Linked DNA regions of Mus musculus: region 2 is linked to region 1. Evidence: chromatin contacts called from public HiCAR-type data. All regions are on one chromosome and are shown on one strand. Each heading gives the region's core, a stretch centred on a gene start, on an enhancer-like site or on the middle of the called end of the contact. The rest is flanking DNA. Distances are from core to core; before and after follow the strand shown. Region 1 has its middle 15 kb from the start of Gm24154. Region 2 overlaps Tead1 (TEA domain family member 1).

What was found. HiCAR-type assays count read pairs that join an accessible place to other places.
Region 2: a HiCAR-type map of astrocytes shows a contact between it and region 1, with 2.1 times the contacts expected there. The contact joins two enhancer-like sites. A contact is called at or near these places in 5 of 484 Hi-C or Micro-C datasets (the AML12 cell line, the AtT-20 cell line, embryonic stem cells and 2 more) and 3 of 115 datasets of contacts at active chromatin or transcription factors (astrocytes, embryonic basal ganglia and heart atrium).

The regions. Positions count from the first base shown.
Region 1 is chr7:112,601,563-112,604,690 of GRCm38.p6, reverse strand. No RefSeq gene overlaps it. Among named protein-coding and RNA genes, the nearest start is that of Gm24154, 15 kb to the left of the region's middle. Within about 2 kb of position 1,555, at least 54 of the 459 cell types and tissues checked have an H3K27ac peak or open chromatin away from gene starts, as enhancers often do. A contact at or near this core is called in astrocytes, where this site is marked.
Region 2 is chr7:112,882,595-112,885,722 of GRCm38.p6, reverse strand. All of the region lies in intron 10 of Tead1 (TEA domain family member 1), which reads right to left. Among named protein-coding and RNA genes, the nearest start is that of Rassf10, 70 kb to the left of the region's middle. Within about 2 kb of position 1,637, at least 111 of the 459 cell types and tissues checked have an H3K27ac peak or open chromatin away from gene starts, as enhancers often do. A contact at or near this core is called in astrocytes, where this site is marked.

The sequences.
Region 1 (3,128 bases), core at 306-2,805:
CATACCTGCACACATATATGCTCACTTACTCGAGAGTGTGAGCATACACGAAGGCACAAAAGGCAACATTTTCAGCCAGGCATGGCTGTCTTGAAACCTCTCCAGGACATATAATTAATAGGCACATTTTTCTGCGGCTGGCATGAGGCATCGGGGCTGCAGAGAAGAATCCAGACAGCCGCTCTAGAAGCAGCTGCTAAGATCTGCACTCTAATTTGCTGCCACAGCTTGACACAGTGAGATGCATTAAAATGTGCCACATTGGTTAACATGGGTTCAAGTAGACAAAGACTGCCAATTTGGAAGGAGGGTAAATGGCCTTTGGTGGCTCTCTTCGTGATGCCCAGACGGCATGCGGTGGAAAATTACAGTGTGCTTATATGGGCAGTTCTGGCACAATCCAAGCACAAATGAGACCCGAGGATTAGCTTTCCTGGATGAATAATTATTCCTGAATCATGAGACAGGCACCCGTGGAAAGAAAAGTGCTTGTCTTTCTAAGAAGTCTCCAAACACTGTCAGAGATTCATATCCTCACATGAGTTCCGTGCAAATGAGAACCGGCCCTTAACATTGTTCTGAGCCAAAGAAAATTCTTGGTTGGGACTGAGAAAAAAAAAAGTTAGATAAATAATTTCTTCTTGCCTCTCAGAAGGCCACAGCTATCGCTGCAATCCAGAGCTGGCCTCTAAGCAAGTCTGGCGGGTTTTGCTTGGACCAGCTGCTATGATGAACTTACAGTAATTCCAGGTTTTCCTCTACTCCAGACAGAGCCAAGAGCTATGAAGTAAGCCGGATGCATCCGGCTTACTTCATAGCTCTCTTCAGTACCTGCTGACTACTGACCGTTCAGTTTTCTGACTTCTTTCTTTACTAAAACAGGACCATAGGGGAAATTCCTTCCAGGCAGCCGAGGAAGCTGGCAAAGATTTATTTCAAGTTAATTAAGAAAGCTGTGCTAAGCACCAAGGGAGTCTGTTTAGTTGGGCTGTGGGACGTGACCACCGCATCAAGGCTGAGCTGGACCTTTTTGCTCCCTTTACCACAGACCTTCTGTATTTTACCATTACCACTAGGAGGTGGGGAAGATGAGGGGAAACTGAGCTCAGAAAGACTGACTCCTTAGGATGAGCCACTGGTAAACCAAAGTCTCAGAATTTGAACTTGGCTTTAGTCTGAAGAATATGTCCTCTGCTTGTCTGCCCTATGCTATAAGATGGCCATAAGCAACGAAAGCCTCCAGTTAGAGCCCAAGGAGAGAGCTCGGGGTGAGAACTCCAAGCTGAGTAAAGGTGAGGAAACAGGCTAGCTGCTGGTAGAATGCTTGCCCAGGCTGCGTGAGGCGATATAAACTGTGTATGTTTGTGATCCTCCTACAAGGAGGCAAGGGCACCAGAAGTTTAAGAGGGCCCTTGGCTACACAGTGAGTAAGTTCCAGGTAGCCTGGACTACATGAGACTGTCTCTGAAAAGACAAGTGGGAGAGCGGGGAGCTAGGCAGACAGGATATGTGGAAATGTGTGGAAACGCAGCAGAAGCTGGGTTTGTGTTGATCCTGGGCCCAACTTCTGAAGATCTTAGGAATCCCGGAGCCCAGTGGGAGATAGTTGGACAGATTTTCTGGAACCTAGAGCAATTTTTTTTTTCCTAAGGCAAACATTCAATATGAATAAACTCAAGTGCTTTTCCCCTAAGGCACACATTCAATATGAATAAACTCAAGTGCTCCAGGGGTCTCAGGATCCTAGATATACCCCAGGACACTGAGATCTGTGGCGTAAAGACTTTAAAATGGGTTTCTTGTGAAGGATGGGGGACTCATTGTCCCCACCTCTTGATGGGCCGACAAGAAGGTACAGAAGGTATGCTCTCAGGGTAGAAAGGATTTCCAACCCAGAGTGGTAAATGGCTTCTGACTAGAATTACCCCCAGGAACCCGACAGGCCTGGAAGATCAAGGACAACCTGGCTGACAATGTCTTCCATTTTTGCCTGTGGTGTTTTAGACTCTTCTGCTGACCCTGAAGCAGCTCCACAGGCCTGGATGTTCCTGAAGTCACTTCCTGAGGCACGGAGGCGATGCTTGTGGCAAAGGTGTGATTCGAGATGCTCAAAGTAGTCATATGGTAGGATCCGGGAAATGACTCATCGGAGATCCCGACATGAGGAAAATTCATTCCCAAAACCACCAAGGGAGAACCAGGGGGATGGCTCACTTGGTTAAAGTGCTTGTCAGACAAGTATGGGACCTGGATACCCCAGGACCGTGTGGAAACAAAATCAGGTATGGTGGCACACGCCCATAATCTCAGGGCTAATGTGACACAGATGGGAGCTGGCCAGCCAACCTGGCATAATGGGTGAGCTTCAGGACAACAAGGGCCTCTGTCTCAAAAATAAAGTAGACCACACCTAAAGAATGGCATGGAGGGTTGATTTCTGGCCTCCACAGGCACATGCATGTGCATGTACACATGGGTGTACACACATGTGCAAATACATGAATTCAAGAGAGAGGAATGGTCCCACCCCTTTTCTTGATTGGGAATAAAGGTCTAAAAAGGAGACCAGAGACATATTCATCCTTGAATTATTTGTAGGGAATTAACCATGAAGCCAAGGGCCCGTAGAAGATGAGCCATTCACCAGCTCTGTGTCTCTTGGTAGGGGAAGGGCAGTCTCCACTGGATGAAATGAAACAGACAAAGAAATGGGCAAAAACTATTTATGGATAATAACTTCTGAGACCTATATACCCATGTATTGGCTTCACAATGAGTCTTTTATTGTAATGTGGAACATTTGGTGACTCAAGAGACACAGAGCATGTGACTCACGCAAAGGTGGTGGGCTCCAAACAGAGAGACCTAATAGTTTGTTCTTGGCTGGACACTAAGAAGTTGTGGGCAAATTACCCCTCCCTGAGACTCCCTTTTCTGTCTGCTAAGCAGAAAAATGATCCTGAATCTTGACAGAGCTGCATACATTTTGAAAGTGCAAAATACATTATGTGTGCTGAGTAAATGAGAGAGAATAAGAAGAGAAATATAGAATTAAATAGATAATACAAAATAGTAATACCCAGAGTTGGCAAGATAGCTCAGCAGATAAGGCTGACACCTGCTGCAGG
Region 2 (3,128 bases), core at 388-2,887, 280 kb before region 1:
GCAGCGAGACCTCGCATGTCTCATCTTTACCAGAGAGAGTGACATGAACAACTGCTGTGGAGCAGTGGGGACTGGAGCACAGCAATGCACATGCAAGCTGCAAGCTGCAAGCTGCTGTATTGATGAAGCACCGGCCACTACTTCTTTTAACTCCACAACCAAAACACTGACCAGGACAGAGCCTCAAGTCCTATCTACAGACACCTTCCCCAGTACAATCAATAAACATGATGATGGCCATCAATTCAGTCCACATGGGTGCAAATAGCAGGCTGGCTTTTTCCCAGGTAAACAAAGCAGGATGCTTCCCTGGTTTGTGAGTTCCATGACACATCTGGCATATAAGGTGTAACTACTCAGACAGATACAAACCCACCACTCTCCACAAGTCATGAGCAGAGACACATTATGGAATTTCCTCCAGAAACCAACAAAAAAGAAGTTACTAACACGCTGAGTGGATTAAAGGCTCCAAGATCTGTTTGTAGGCAAGTTCTGGAAAGCAGGGTAGGGGCAGAGGCAGGTGTCAAAGGCAGGTCAAACAAACAAAAATATACCAACAAAAATATACCGCTGGGGCTGGGGATGTAACCCAGTCGGGAGAGTGCTCGACTACTATGCATGAGGATTTAGGTTTAGTCTTTTGCCTTCATAAACCAGGAATGTTGGCACATGCCTATAATCTACACATGGGATGCAAAAGCAAGAGGATCAGGAGTTCAAAGCCAGCCTTTGCTACATGAGACACTTAAGGCATGGCTTCTCCTCATTGTCCTCTTATTCAATATACCTATTTATTCAAAGCTATGGTTCACTGTTCAATTTCATGGATTAGGGGTTGGGGGGGAGACCTGTGCTTTGGGGCAAACATGAAAAATGCAATTATCAGTCCAGTGTGGTAGTCCATGCCTTTAATCCCAGCTCCTGGGAGGCAGAGGCAAGTGGATCTCTGTGAGTTCAAGGCCAGCCTGGTTTACAAAGAGAGTTCCAGGACAGTCAGACTGTTACACTGAGAAACCCTGTCTTGGGTAGGGAGAAAAAAAAAATCTTTAAAATGAAGCCTGGTCTAGGTGTGTGGGATCCAGACCCTGAAGAGGGGACAGGGCAAAGGGCCAAGGACAGAGAAACTGTCCCTGCAAACCCTGTGGCCTCTGGAGAACTGGCTACAAGGGAGCTGACAGCCCACATAGAAAGGACACTTGGCGGTGTCACAGGCTAACAAGGCAAAGCTTGCTGGGTGAGTAAGGAGAGAACCCCTAAGGTAAAGACATAAAGGGGCAGGGGCAGCCTGTGGACATACCCTTCCAACTTATCTCCCTTCATTTTTGAGTGTGCAGAGGGCTGGGCAGGAATTATGAGGTTATAGAAATGAAAACCATCCAGGACTGTCCTTGACAAGAGCCAGTGTAATGGGAACTGATGGATGGGCCGTTTTCAAACCACCACTTTGAATCTCCCCTCTGCATCCTCTCTGAGCCATGATCAAAGGACCAAGATTTCAAATTGTGAAGCAATTTTTTCCCAATGGCAGCATCTGGCTGCTTGGCAGGCGGCACCAGGAGCTGGGCCTTGCTGTGGGCGGCTGTCCAGGCCTGCCACATGGTGAGGCTAGGCCAGGCAGGGCACGCCTTGCGGGCTTTGCAGCTGCTCCCACAGGCGCCAAAGGACAATTGCTCTGCACAGGGCAAAGGGGCCCTGAGAGACTGAGCTTAACTAGGGAGCGAGGGGGTAGGTTTGGAGAGAGCTGGCAGCCCCAGAGCCCTCCCACACTGCTTCATTTGCATGCCCACCCCACAGGATTCAGGGGTCTGGGCAGGGGAGGCCTGCGTTGTGCTGGACACCGCTCCAGTTAGACAGCCTGCCTATGGGGACAGGGAAGGAAGGGGCTGCCAGCAGGGAAGTGGGCCCCTGAGTGCAGCCATTCACTGGAGTCTGTGTGCCCTGACACAACACCACTGAAGCAGAGGCCACAGCTGTTTTAAATAAGAATAACAGGAATAAACTCAGCCAGCCTAGCTCTTCAACTTACTTCCCACTAATTATGGCATATATTTACATCCACAAAATAGACGATTTTTAAAAACACCACCGGGACCCTTTATTGTGCAGACTGCACACCCCCATTTGAATTTCATAAACATTCAGTACTTCAAAGAATCTTAAAAGCTTGCTCTAATTACAATAAGCCTCGTCTGAAAAGGCTGTCTGTTTGCATTGCAAATTTCCCACCAATGCAAGTATTCATTTACAAAAATGCAATTAATATTACCCACACAACTCCAGGTAAGGACCCACTGTAGGCTTCAGGCTGGAACTGTCATAGACTCAAGGTCTTAGCCCTACCAACTAAGTCTCTGTTCAGACTGCTTGCTTTCCAACTGAGCCAGGTAATGAAGTCCTGGGCGTCCAGCGGAGGTGGCCTGACCTTACCTAGTTCATCAGTGTACAAAGAATGCTGCCACTTTCCCAGGTTGTTGCTTATTTAAGAGGGACATTCCATCCATGAAATGTCCCTCTTAAATAAGCAACAACCACCAGGCAACCAATCACACACAGTGAAATAACAGCTGTACGTGAATAAGCTATAGGTTACCCAGTGAAACCTGCATGGCAGATACACATCACCAGTACTTTGGTACACAAGCGTTCCAGTGATCTCATAGACACTAGCTCTGGGATTTAAATTTAAATGGGAAGGCCTCAGTGTTAGTTACTCCCCCAATAATTCTACTAATGCTAATGAGTCATCTTTACTAAAAAGAACAAAAACTAAGACATATCCTCAAATGCTGACTGCTGTAAGAAAATGTCCTAATTGTATACAAATACTGTATCCATCCATGTACAACCCTCAGACTGGGTTGACAGGTAACTGGGCCTAGAGTCTGTCTCACATTTTATATCGTATTCTTTTATCTTCTTGAATTACTTGTAACTAACTTGTATTACTTTCAAAAGATTATAATTTTTATTCTTTTCCTGACTGTGTGCATGCACGACTGCGTACATGAGTGCAGGTGTACAGGGAAGCCAGGGGTGTTTGATCTGTGGGAGCTGGAGCTACGGGTGGTGCTGAGTCACCGACTGGGTGTTGGGATCTGAACTCTGGTTCTCTGGAGAAGCAGTTC